Regions from separate parts of the Mus musculus genome. Here all the other regions are linked to region 1. The links are chromatin contacts, called in public HiChIP or PLAC-seq and promoter capture Hi-C maps. All regions are on one chromosome and are shown on one strand. The core of a region is the stretch at or near the end of the contact, and the rest is flanking DNA. Distances in the headings are between cores, read along the strand shown. Region 1 holds the start of Per1 (period circadian clock 1). Region 2 holds the start of Mink1 (misshapen-like kinase 1 (zebrafish)). Region 3 holds the start of 0610010K14Rik (RIKEN cDNA 0610010K14 gene). Region 4 holds the start of Pelp1 (proline, glutamic acid and leucine rich protein 1).

Region 1 (3,270 bases), core at 25-2,524:
ATGCCCAAATTCTCATCAGGTCCCCACCTGGTCTGGGACTCTGAGGCCTCGGAGCAGGGGGTGAGCTGATCGCCTCCTATATTTAGGCTTCCGGGCTAATTTTATCCGGGGGCGGTGCCACCCCCGCTGCACATGCGCGCCGATGTGCCTGGCCCCACCACGCGCTTCCGCCACAGCCGCGGTCGCCAGGGAAACCGACGTCAGCCGCTGAGCTCAGCGGTTGCTGGAGGGACCACAGGAGGGCAGGAACGACTCCTCCCCCAATCCCCATCTTCGTGGAAGTGGGAAACAGACCCAGTCCTATACTGGCCAACACACCCTCATACTGGCTAACAAGGTTCAGGGCAGCGGGGAGGAGAAGAACACCCACCATAACAAATTCCCAGGGCCCAAAGAGCCTAGGAGCCATGTGAAGAGTAACAAACTAGAGGAACTCCAGGAGCAAGTCCTAGCTTCCCCACTCGGCCTCTGCTCTTTGTGGAAACGCCCCCATCCTCGCTCTTGCCTCGAACATTATTCTGATCAAGACACTGCTTTTCTTTCTCAAGCCCCTGCCCACTCCCAAACACCAGGACTGGAGTTACCACTTGCCATAGGCAACGACTCAGGCATCTTCCTTCGTCCCTTACTTTTCTAGTTAACCCTACTACCACATAGATAGGGGACACACAACAACCAGCATATATAGTTTTTCCTCTACTCCCTGTCTAACCACACCCCCATCCCAAGTATTTTCTGAGCGCCAGGAGAAAAGGGAAGGAAGGCTGTGGCCAACAGCAAGAACTAGCGCTGAGAACAGGATGTTCCAGCCTGAAGCGGTTGACATCACGACCGGCACGAGGCCAGGAATTGGAGGGAGGAAGACAGGGAGCGCAGAAGCCTGAAGGGGGTCTTTGGGCTAGGGCAAACCCATGGACTCCCGAGTGTCGAGCAATGTGTAAAGGGGTCGTGTTCGCTAAAGGTCTCTTAGGTTCAGGATGGCTGCTCTGGAGGAGCAGAGGAGGAGATTAGGTGAACGAATAACAAACGCAGACAACCCGTGACGGGTTGAGTTGAACACCTAGGGCCCAGGGGCGGGGAAGGGTGGATAGTGACAGGAAAGGCAGATTATTGTTTTGCTCTCTGAGAGCTGAAAGCGACCCATCACGTTGGAAGTAGTGGCGGCCAAGCTCCGGGACAAAGACTAACCCTAGGATTGCAGCAGGGATCCCTACCTGGCCGTTCGAGCGCCCTCCATCCGCTTGCCGTTTCGGCCCGCAACCCAGAAGCTCCGCGAGGCTGGGAGGCGGGTTGCATAATGCCAGGCCCTGCCCCTCATTGGCCTTCTGCCCGAAGAGCCGCAGGCCCCGCCCCCGGTTGGCTAAGGATCTCTTCCTGGCATCTGATTGGCTACTGGCCCCCACTGAGGTCAGGGCTGTGTCACACACATCCCTGCACGTGGACTTGGGTGCTGGTGCTGGGCTGAAGGGCCTCAGACACCGCTCAGTCAGCCAATGCGATCAGGATGTCTCACACCGTCAATAATGAAAGGGAAGTGAGGGAGGGAAACTACCCCTTTTCAGGGAGGATACCTGGGCCACAGGAAGTGCTCAAGAGAAACCTACTTCCTAAACTGACCAGCTTGGCAGAACAAGACACCTGTCCTGGTGCCGGGTGAATGAAATGTCTGCTACCCAAGGGAAGTGGGAGAGAGAAAAACCTAGACTGACATTCCCTGGCCTCTCCCCAGCCTTGTTATAAAGAATCCAACCCTTTCCTCTGACCCTTCAGATCCTGAGAGAAGGGCAATTGAGGGCCCACGTGTCGTTAAGGGGTGAGTGGGTGATGGAAGGATACGGACAAACGGAAAGGACAGGGAAAGCCAATGGCTACTGTGAAAGGAAACAAAAGCAGGTGCTTCACTAGCCAATCAGAGAAAAGGTCTCCAGGAAGCCTACTTGGTGACTAGTGCTGCCTCTGCAGAGGATGCAGCCACCCACATTTAGGGCTGCCCCAAAAGTGGGGACCAGGAAGCCAGTACTACAAAAGGGGCAGCAGAGAGGGCAGTTGCAGCAGTAGGCAGAAAAAGGATGGGTGGCTGGGTGGCAAGGGCTTTTTATTGGGCTTTTTATTCCTGCTGCTTAGAATACAAAAGCCAAGGTTCATGAACCCAGCAGCAAGCCCATCTGTCTCATTTACTGTATTCTCAGCAGTAAGGTAAGTACGTCTCAGCGTCAGGACTGACAGTAGATGCTCGGTAAACAGGATGGCTCTGTTTCTATTAAGGATAGGTAGGGGAGAGAGAGCCTCAGGAGAGGAGGCAACAAATTATGTTTTCAAAAGAAAAGTAGAGCATTGATTCATAAAAAGAGAATAGAGACTCGATTTTGGGGAGGGGGGGACAACATGCCAGTCTGGGTCCAGGAGAGCTACAGTGACAGAGTCCCCTTCCCTAGGCCTGGGCTGAGTAGTTCTCAGGCTTCCCTGCAAACGTAGGTGGCAAGTGAAGAGGCCAACACGCAGCGGCTGACATAATCAGCTGTTAAGTGCACGCCCCTCACTGTCACGTGGCTAAAGCTTTCCTTAACAATGGTGTTTCCCTTAGAGGAGGCGGGCGAGACAAGGTTCTATAGAAATGCTGGGACACAGACCTGTTATAAAATAACCCAGAAAAACAGAAGCAGGGAAACACAGAAAACAAAAGACACGGGAGGCTGAGTGCTCAGCTTCCTCCTCCTGAAAATGATGCTGCTCTCCTGCCCCCTCGTACTGCGTTGTGACCGTGTGCTGTCCTTTTTTTTTTTTCCAGACCCCTTTCTCTTTCCACAGCTCTCAAGGATTTAGGTGTGATTCCTCTGACCCAAGCAGCCATTGCTCGCCCACTTCCCTATCTGTCATTTACACAGACAAAAGGTTTCAGCACTCCAAACAGCCCCAACCTGATCCCAAGGCCCAGGCTGTCGGGCCTCATCAGTCCCCCACAGTAACCAGGCTCTGCTGCCGTCAATGGAGAAGCGGGGGCAGGAGAGGGAGGTGACGTCAAAGCGGAGGCAGGAGGCGGGGCGAGGCAGCTGGGGAATGTGGGGCAGGGAGGCTGGAGAGGCAGCGGTTTGGGAGGCGGCCAGCCCCAGAGGGCGGCGGCCAGCGCACTAGGGAACATCGTGTTCTCTTGGCTGATGGCCCAGGACATGCACACAGCCTTGGCGCCTCCCCCAACCCAACGACAGCGGTCCTGTACAAAAGCCAAAAATTCCTGGAGAGACAGTTAGGAGGAAGGGGGTCCCCCTCCCC
Region 2 (3,296 bases), core at 775-3,274, 1.5 Mb before region 1:
GAGGCTAACATACTTCACGGAGGGAAATACCATGTCCAAGGGCAAATAGTAATTTTCTGGAAATCCCAAGTTGGGGGCCCAGGATAAAGTTACCAGAGAAACCAAGAGAAAAGAGCAGTAGAGGACCAGAGGTAAAAATCAAAGGTCACTGCCTGCACCTACCCACTGGGTGACAGTGTTTCTTTATGGTCACCACAGCCAGACAACCTGCGGCCAGAGTTAATCAACAACTTCAGTTTGCAATTGCATTCCAAATGCAAGCACATTAAAACTTTACTCAAAACCTGGATTTCCATCTTACATCCCAAAGGACTCGAGTATCCCAGTTTAAACACTGACTAAGCTGATCTAAAGCCTCCCCTGTCAAAGCAAGCGCAGGCACACACAGAGGGAGAGAGAAGGAGAGAGGGGGACAGAAGAAGAGAGGGAGGGAGAGAGAGAGAGAGAGAAGAGAGGAAAGAGGGAGATCCAGTACTCAGTCTTGTTCTCCAGAAAGTTATCTCCAGTAAGTCAGGTCTCATAACCCAACGTTGCACCAAACAAATTATGACCTGAATGGCAAGGGAGGGAAAAAAAAAAAAAAAAAAAAAAAAACTGTGTCACCTAGAGAAACCCAATTAACAACATGACTCTGCTCTCTTCAATTCTCTCTCCCCTCCAGTCATATCCGGGGCACTTGTGAGGTGGCTGCCTTTTCCCTGGGTAATTTACAAGCCAGAAGCCAATGTGTACAGAGACCTTCTGAGAAGGTAAGCATGAGGTGGGGAATCCTGCTCTAGCTACACCTACGCCGCCGGTTGGGAAAGCTCACCGGGCATGGAATCAAAACACCACCTGGGAGACAGTCTGGAATGGTTCACCTTGAAATTTCTATGTTGCCCTTAAGACAAAGCTGCCCGCTAGAGAACACTTACAAATGCTGAACTGAAAATTCCGGGAGGAGAGAGAGTAAGTGCCCCACGTGGAACAATAAATGGGTTATTTGAAAGCATTCCTGACACAGTTGTTTCCTCTTAACCGCTTCCCTAATGAACCCCTCCCTCCAACTCTCCTTTGCCTCCACTCCCACTAGTTCCCTCCCTACTGACCTCAGGCAGCGTGTTGTGTGTGCGTGTGTGTTTGTGTGTGTGTGTGTGTGTGCTTGTACATGTATGTAAACATCGTCTTCCGGCCCGAGTTTCCGAGGAAATCCAGGCTTCCCTTCCTCCCACTGTGCACTTGTCTGTCCTCCCAGCCCCACGCGGCTGCAGAGTTAGTAATGTAATATTCAGGGACCCCGAGACCGGAAATGCCTGGGTCTGAAAAGCTGCACTTGAAACACGAGAAAAGGGATAGGGAAAGTGAACGTGGGATGGAGACGTAGGAGGTGTGTGGGGTGGAGCGAGGAGGTGAAATCCGCCCAACTTGCAATTTAGGGGTAGGCGAGGAAGAAAACGAGGGATGAGGGGGAGGCTGAGGCAGTTGCAAAGTCAAAATTCCAGGAGCCAGAAGAGGAGGTGGAGGAAGCAGACATGAGGGCCGAGAGAGGGGGGACACAAGAAAGGCTCTGCAGGTGATGCAGGGCTGTGTTTAGGGACACCAGAGGTGACCCTCAAACGCCTATAAAGGAGGGGACTCGGATCCCAGCAGCAAGGTAGGGGTGGCACGCAAGTGTGGGGGAGGGCAGCACAGGGTGGGGACCAAACTGGCTCCCAGAATCTCCAGAGGGCGAACCCCCGGGCGGCGAGAGCTCGGGGTAAGGGCAGGGGTCGCGGGCGCGAGGCTGGGGTGGTGCTCACCCGCAGGGCAGACAGGTCGATGTCGTCCAGGCTGCGGGCGGGGGCTGGGTCGCCCATGGCCGCCGCGGGGCCACTCACGCTCCGGCTCGCTCACTCCGCTGCCGCCGTCGCCGCTTCTCCCCCATCGGGGGACTCGAGGGGCGGGCTCCACCGCGCCTGCCCCGAAGGCCGGGGAGGGGGAGGGCCAGCGGGAGGACCGACCCAGCGGCTGACAGGCGCTCTCACCCGCGCGCCTGCAACCCGAGTCGCCGGCTGCCCTGCGCACGCGCAGAGCCGACCGTGACGCGAACGCGCCGGGCGCCCCCTCCTGCGGGGCGCCGACACCTGCGCGCAGGCGCAGGAGAGCGGGCGGAGGGCGAGCGCGGACCCAGTCTCGCTAGAGCCTGGAGTGGAAGGAGCGCGACCACCCGCTGGTGCGCGTGCGCATACACCTTCCCTTCCTTTTCCCCCTTTTATTATTGTTGCCTCCTCTCCTCTAGTTCCTTCGTTGATCTTTATTTGACTCCTTTTCTTCCCTTTCCCTCTTTCGTGTGCCCAGCTGCCAATCAAACCACCTACCTCTCGATTTGCGGGGGAAGGGAGGCGGGACCCAACCCCCTCTATTACTAGGGGGGTTGTTATGGTAACTCCCCACGCGAGGGCTGCTGGCCTCTAGATAGGACGTGCTGTCCACCCACCCAATTGCCATGGTAACAGTGGAGCCGCTGAAGGAGGGGCCACTCCGTGAGAACTTGGCTGGAGAAACCACGTGGGAGGGAAGGACGGGGCTACTGTCTGCCCTTTACTCCCTTTCTAGGCTGGAGTGGGGATGTTGGGAGCAGATAGGCACTCCTACTGCACACGTCTGTATCTGCTTCTCTTAGCACAGTGTTCTGCAGGAAAGAACTATCCCTGGAGTTGCTAGTGGTAAAGCAGAAGAAACTGTATCCAATCCCTTCAAATGTTTTTCCAGCTCCTCAGATCTACTCCTGTTGGCACAGCACCTCCAGCCGGTTAGTCTCACTAGAGGATGGGTGAGGCTTTGTAACTATAGACAGACATGTTCTGCCACTGACTAATGTGTTGTCTGACCCTGAGCAAGCAAATTTGCCTCTGGGCTTTTCTTTCTCTATGAAGTTGAGGGGAGAAGGTTCTGAGTTTTCAAGAGCTCTTCCAACACTAACACTCCCTCTGAAAATGAATATAAACATTGCTTAGGTGAGCTTGAATTCTCTGGAGGCTTCTTGGCACATTTGGGTGCACATTCAAACTTGCTCCGGGTACTCTCCTGACTCATTTACCTTGCCCCTGATATGCAAGCCACAATCCCCATTTGGCCTTCCCACATGGCCTCTCTGCCTGGCACCTTCGATTAAATTCTTCATTATCCAGAAGTGATTTTTTTTTCTAAAACTTAAATCTGGCATCATTGTCCTGTTTAAAACGGTTTTCTGAACCCCACCATTCAGGAAGCTGAGGCAGGAGGATTACATTTTCTATTAGCCTGGACTATAAAATGACAGGGGGAAAAAAAAAAAA
Region 3 (3,029 bases), core at 483-2,982, 1.1 Mb before region 1:
TAACCCGCGAACGGGTCTGAGGGGTTCTGGGGTTGAAGGGCTGGGACACGAGGAACCGCAAGCCTTAGGAAGCAGCAGACTGATTAAGGGGCTGACTAAATAGCCGCTGGAAAACGAGACGGAACTCAGATCCAGACAACTGGGGAACTGGAGCGAAAGGGTGCTGGGGCAGGACCCTGGGAATGGGAGCCAGCTCGGGCAAATTTGCGGACTCCCCAAGGTAAACAAGAGCGAGGTCCCTGAGACTTGCGTGAGTTGAATGGAGGCGAGGGTGAAGTGTGCTTGCCCCCGAAAACGGTAGCTGAGGCCTTGCTTCCCCAGGGCCCTCAAGGCCGCCACTTCCAGAAATATGAAGTGTTTCATCTCCATCTGCTCCCATGATAATGACGCGCCTCGGAGAGCTGTTTGCCATATACCTCCCTATACCCAGTCACTCTTCCCAAGGTCCTACCTCACGCCCTGTTCCACATGGCTGAGTCCGAATCCAGATACAACCACCAGATACAACTAGCCCTTTCTAGTTCATCTCTGGCGCAAGTGTTGGGCCAACATTAGACAGGGGAGGAGCCTAGGGAGCGACCAAAGAAGTAAGGTAAGAATTTGACAACCTATCTATTCCTTACTCTTCCAGATAATGCTCGGGATATTTTTCAATGTCCATTCTGCTGTGTTAATTGAGGACGTTCCCTTCACAGAGAAAGATTTTGAGTAAGTGGTCGGGTACTTGGGCGAGTTGGGCGTGGATGAGGAGTAGCATGGTTTGGGTTTATGGGGAGGACACTTCTGAAGACTGGACATTTGTGGCCCTAGGTTGGGGACTTCAAGAAGAGGGCTGCTCTCTACAAAGTAGTTGGGTGGCAGCACGCAGGGTCCTAGTTTCAATCCCCAGCGCGAGAGACAGAGACACAGAAAGGCATGTACTTAGGAGCAGTCTTGCAAGCCACGTTTCCATGGCTACCCAAGCCCACCAGCTTAGATGTGGCCTCTTCCAATATTTTGCCTTCCTGCTCCTTGGTCTACCTCTGTAAAATGGTTACCATGATAGAATTCATTTGGTATGCTTCTTGGGAAGACTAATAGGAGTTAAAGTGCTTTAGCATGGTGTCTGATGCATAGAACTTGCATATTGGATGCTCTGAATGGCTGACATTTCCCTGCTCGCTCGCCACCTTCAGGAACGGTCCTCAGAACATATACAACCTGTACGAGCAAGTCAGCTACAACTGTTTCATCGCCGCGGGCCTCTACCTCCTCCTCGGAGGCTTCTCCTTCTGCCAAGTTCGTCTCAACAAGCGCAAGGAATACATGGTGCGCTAGAGCGCGGTCCGCCTCTCCCTCCCCAGCCCCCTTCTCTATTTAAAGACTCCGCAGACTCCGTCCCACTCATCTGGCGTCCTTTGGGACTTGTGACCCTAGCGAGACGTCATCCCTGGCCCTGCAAAACTGCGCCCAGCCTCTGGAGGAGACCGAGGGTGACCGCGCCCCGTTCTGAACTACAATAAAAAGAAGCGGTTCCCCCTAAGCTTGCTGTCTGTGCTTTCAGGGAGGGGCGGGCCCGGGCTGGAAGGGGCTGAGACCGGCCTCATCGAGGAGTCCGGACCCTCCGACGGAAGTGGAATGAAGCTAGCCGGAAGTGAAGCAACGTCTTCCACCTCGTCTTCCTCCGCGCGGCGAGGCCCCTTGAGTGACTGGGGAGAGGTCGGGTCTCGGCCAATCAGCTGCAGGGAGGGCGGGACTTCCTGCGCGGGAGCCCGAGCGGCCGGCTGCCGGGCTCTCCGTGGTTTCCAGCTCGCGTGGTGGTGGTGGCGGCGGAGCGTCTCCGTGAGGAGGTGCGCGGGGCCATGACGTCAGCGTCCACCAAGGTTCGACCTCCCTCGCGGACTGCGCTCCCTGGCGGCCACGGGAGGGTGGGCCCCCTGCCTGGCTCCCGGCTGGTGCGCGCTGGGCGGGGGGCGGGCGGATCCGAGGCTGGGGTGGGACGGCGCGCTGCCGGCCCCCCGTAATGCTGCTCCGCCCCCAGGTTGGAGAGATCTTCTCCGCGGCCGGCGCCGCCTTCACGAAGCTCGGGGAGTTGACGATGCAGCTGCATCCAGTCTCGGACTCTTCCCCTGCCGGGTACGTGAGACCAGCCTAGGACCTGGACTCCGAGATCAGACGCTTGGACTCAAGTCACAGACACGACCCTCTCTAGAGCAGGGAGATAGAGTAATTCCCCTGTGCCTGGCCCAGCTCAGTGTAGGTGGTAATTGTTGAATTAGTGGATGACAGGTAAAGAGACTACCGAGGCCACAGCCCTCCACTGCAAACCGACAGAATGTCTGCCACCTACCCCAAGCCCTGTGGACTCCCTCAAACTGCTGCCACACATCTTTCAAGGGTTGTGTTTGTAAGGCCCCTACTTGTTTCATTGGTTTCCGTTGGGTTGTTTATGGAAGCTGTTACATGATGAAGTGATGTTTTCAAGTGGCCCTGGATGTAATTTCATGTGGCCAGCGATTTGTCCCCAGGGCTTTTTTTTTTTTAAAAGGAGGTCCTTTTTATGAATCTTTGAAAGGTGCCCCTAGAGACTAGGGGGAAGAGGCTGCTGGCTGTGGACGGAATAGCCTGTGGGCTGGTTCCACACATCCCTCTTCCACTTTTGTTATCACCCTTCTCCCCTTCCGACAGTGCCAAGTGGACGGAGACGGAGATAGAGATGCTGAGGGCTGCTGTGAAGCGCTTTGGGGACGATCTTAATCACATCAGCTGTGTCATCAAGGAACGGACAGTGTGAGGGAGGGTGGCTGGCAGAGAAAGGGGAGGGTGGGCAACTTTCTTCCTCCTGACCCATTGTTCTCTCTCAGAACTCCCAGCTCAGCATCTTTCCTACTTTGTTCCTAGTTTTGTTAGCATTTCCTTGAAGACTGAGAGACTGTCACTGTGGCAGTTGGTCGGAAGATCAGGAAATGCAGTGGTCACTAGGGCCTGCAGAGAACTTTATTTTCATGGTGCCCAGATACTCAGTGGTTGTGTTTGATGATAAGAGTTCC
Region 4 (3,138 bases), core at 497-2,996, 1.3 Mb before region 1:
GCCTACGGAGCATGCATAAGGCCCTGGGTTCCAGCCCTAGCACAGAGGGAACTGGGTGTGGTGGCACAGGCCTGGGATCCCAGTGCTTGGGAGGGAGAGCTAGGAGAGTCAGAAATTTGATGCCATCCTTAATTTTTATTTATTTATTTATTTATTTATTTGTTTATTTATTATATGTAAGTACACTGTAGCTATCTTCAGACACTCTAGAAGAGGGAGTCAGATCTCATTACAGATGGTTGTGAGCCACCATATGGTTGCTGGGACTTGAACTCAGGACCTTTGGAAGTGCAGTCAGTGCTCTTAACCACTGAGCCATATCCCCAGACCCCATCCTTAATTTCATAGGAAGTTACCTTCAAGGGGAGGTTACCTTGACTTTAAAAGTGTGTGTATGTGTATGTGTGTGTGTGTGTGTGTGTGTGTGTGTGTGTGTGATAGAGATTGGAAGAAAAACTTTTCTAAGAATGGCAACAAGCCTGTCGGCAAAATTGGAAGTCTGTGCAAAGGCCTTGGAATTGATGTTGCTGGAGGATAGAAAGAAGGCTAGTTTAGTCCAAGACTAGGAGAAGAAACAAAACAAAACAAAACCTCAAACATCTCTCCACCCCTAAAACAAAACAACAAAAGACCAGAGGAAGAAAGAAGTGCTTGTACAGCCTGAGGTCAGGTGGTATAGATTCTAGTCTGTGTAGGGAAATATTCTTATCTTTTTTTGTTTGTTTTTTTGAGACAGGGTTTCTCTGTGTAGCCCTGGCTGTCCTGGAGCTCACTTTGTAGACCAGGCTGGCCTTGAACTCAGAAATCTGCCTGCGTCTGCCTCCCAATATGCTGGGATTAAAGGCGTGTGCCACCACCACCCAGTTAATATTCTTATCTCTAGAAGCTACAGAAGGACTCTAAACTGGGAAGGACAAGCTTTCTTGGCTCCAATCTGTAATGTCAGCATTTGAACTTGTGAGCCTGAGGCAGGAATATTGCCACATCATGTCTGAGGCCAGCCTGTTAAAAAGCAAAAACAACAAAACAAAGAACTGGCTTATATCAGAAAAGCCCAATTCGGCTTTTGTGTGGTGTACAGACTGCAGAGGGAGGAAATAAGGCAATGCTGAGGCCTTTGAAAGTGATAGGTTAGCCGGGCGTGGTGGCGCACGCCTTTAATCCCAGCACTAGGGAGGCAGAGGCAGGTGGATTTCTGAGTTGGAGGTCAGCCTGGTCTACAAAGTGATTTCCAGAACAGCCAGGGCCCTGTCTCAAAAAACAAAACAACTGTGTATAGTAATGTAAATACACAAATGACTGTGGGTGTGTCTTGGGGACAGAGTGACACCTCTGCTACTTTGTGGCATGTGCACTGTTTGAGCTTGTTTTTCCATTGTTGGAAAAGCAGTTTAGAACGTTCCAGATTTCAGACTTGGGGTTGGCTCCTTAGATAGGATTACTAAGCCCAGGGAGAAGGTGACCAGAAGCCACGCTGGACTGAGATCTTTCAGACTCCCGCGCCTTTCCTGCAGACCACGTGTCCGGCCTGCGCAGCAACGCCTCCGCCCCGCCCTACAGCGCTCAGCCCGGGTTAGCAGTTTGCAAGCCGCCCCAACGCTGGCGCTCGCCCACATTGCGCATGCCCCCTCCTGCCGCAGGGCGCCAGCCCTCATTCATCCAGCCCAGCAGGCCGCAGCCCCCTCCTCAAGACCCCTCCCCGAGCGGCGTGCGTCGCACTTATGTTTGCGTCATCACGCCACGCCATTGCTCGAGCCTGTGAAGATGGCGGCGGCCGTTCTTAGTGGGGCCTCTGCGGGCTCCCCAGCTGGGGCTCCTGGCGGGCCCGGGGGTCTCTCTGCGGTGGGATCCGGCCCGCGTCTGCGTCTGCTGCTGTTAGAGAGCATTTCCGGGTTGTTACAGCCGCGAACGGCGTCCCCCGTGGCCCCTGTGCATCCCCCAATCCAGTGGGCCCCGCATTTGCCCGGGCTCATGTGCTTATTGAGGCTGCATGGGACGGCAGGTGGGGCGCAGGTAAGTCTGTGGCTCCCGCGGTCACCGTGGAAAGGCTGGTGAGGCGGCTGGGCACCGTGGTCCCGCCTTCCTGAAGCTGACACTGGAGCTGTGAGCTCGAGGAGAGCCGAGAGTGGAGAATAGAGCCACTTAACCATTGAGGACGCGATCCACAGACTTCATTACCTGCGCGTTCCCCAGAGCAGTATTAGGCCCCTTTTCTGTTAGGTCATTGATAAGCACAAAGCAATGAAGGGGCTCGGTTCCATCCCAGGTCCCCTGACTAGTTCAGTCCTCAGCGAAACTTCTTTTGGCGGCGTTTTCCCAGGGTAATTGAACACAAACATTTACTAGCTCTCAGCCAAGGGCCTACCCCTTCCTACTCGGCGCTCCAATTCCAGTCATAGTGGCGATGAGCAAAATGCCATAACACGAAACTAAATCTGGTATGAGTTTCCTAAACCGGTGTAGAGAGAGTATTTAGAGATTTCTCCAAAAGACCTGGAGTTTAAGATGAACAGGGGTTAGGTAGTGAAAGAAAATTAGAAGGGGTAGTTGAAACGTTAGAGGAACACTCGTGTAGGACGGGTTGGAAAATGAGGGCAATGTTTGGGTTCGGGGTTTAGGTGGTTAAAGAGAGTGGGTAGAGTTGAGGCTGGTGAGGTAGGCGGTAGACAATATGTTGTCTACCTGGTTAGGAGCCTGTGCACAAAATATTCACATGCGTTCAGTTCCTACAAGCTAGAAACCCAAGTGCCATCCTCGATATGTGGTTTCTTACACACTTCCATAAGCAGTCTGTGAAGTTCTGCCTTTTTTTTTTTTTTTTTTTTTTTCTTATGGAGGCAAAGTCTCACTATGTGGCTCTGGCTGGTCTGGAACTATGTAGACCAGGCTGGCCTAGAACTCCCCGAGATCCAGCTGCCTGTGGCTGGGCATCCGCCATCTTGTTCAGCTGTATGTGTGTTTATGTTAGTGGTTATGGGCCAAGGGTAGCAACGGTGCACACATCAAAGTCATAGGAACGTTTAGGTCCTAAGGTTCCTGTGTCAAGACAAGGTCTCTTGCCAGTGGTGGACTGTCTAGCCCGAGTGTTTATGTTGATGCTCTTTGGTTTTACCTTGTGTTTCTCAGTAGGGGACGCTG

The links. HiChIP or PLAC-seq counts read pairs in DNA pulled down with a chosen protein or histone mark. Capture Hi-C pulls out chosen DNA fragments and counts their contacts.
Region 2: a FOXA1 HiChIP or PLAC-seq map of pancreatic cancer cells shows a contact between it and region 1. The contact joins the promoter of Mink1 here to the promoter of Per1 in region 1. A contact is called at or near these places in 1 of 39 promoter capture datasets (liver) and 1 of 115 datasets of contacts at active chromatin or transcription factors (pancreatic cancer cells).
Region 3: a contact with region 1 is called in a promoter capture Hi-C map of liver, with 2.4 times the contacts expected there. The contact joins the promoter of 0610010K14Rik here to the promoter of Per1 in region 1. A contact is called at or near these places in 3 of 39 promoter capture datasets (liver, neutrophils and pre-B cells), 1 of 484 Hi-C or Micro-C datasets (B cells), 4 of 115 datasets of contacts at active chromatin or transcription factors (embryonic stem cells, kidney, pancreatic cancer cells and 1 more) and 2 of 9 other capture datasets (adipose tissue and liver).
Region 4: a contact with region 1 is called in a FOXA1 HiChIP or PLAC-seq map of pancreatic cancer cells. The contact joins the promoter of Pelp1 here to the promoter of Per1 in region 1. A contact is called at or near these places in 1 of 39 promoter capture datasets (the C10 cell line) and 1 of 115 datasets of contacts at active chromatin or transcription factors (pancreatic cancer cells).

What each region holds. Positions count from the first base shown.
Region 1 is chr11:69,096,953-69,100,222 of GRCm38.p6, reverse strand. Per1 (period circadian clock 1) reads right to left here and starts at 1,274. Exons shown (of 23, transcript NM_011065.5): 1 at 1,215-1,274.
Region 2 is chr11:70,561,609-70,564,904 of GRCm38.p6, reverse strand. Mink1 (misshapen-like kinase 1 (zebrafish)) reads right to left here and starts at 2,024. Exons shown (of 33, transcript NM_001045964.1): 1 at 1,779-2,024. The coding sequence starts at 1,835.
Region 3 is chr11:70,236,617-70,239,645 of GRCm38.p6, reverse strand. 0610010K14Rik (RIKEN cDNA 0610010K14 gene) reads left to right here and starts at 1,732. Exons shown (of 6, transcript NM_145758.1): 1 at 1,732-1,862; 2 at 2,021-2,115; 3 at 2,668-2,769. The coding sequence starts at 1,842. It overlaps Rnasek (ribonuclease, RNase K), which reads left to right. Exons shown (of 3, transcript NM_173742.3): 2 at 632-708; 3 at 1,176-1,523. The coding sequence ends at 1,317. Gm40191 (a long non-coding RNA gene) reads right to left here and starts at 635. Exons shown (of 3, transcript XR_879979.3): 1 at 452-635.
Region 4 is chr11:70,408,639-70,411,776 of GRCm38.p6, reverse strand. It overlaps Pelp1 (proline, glutamic acid and leucine rich protein 1), which reads left to right and starts at 1,746. Exons shown (of 17, transcript NM_029231.4): 1 at 1,746-2,013. The coding sequence starts at 1,765.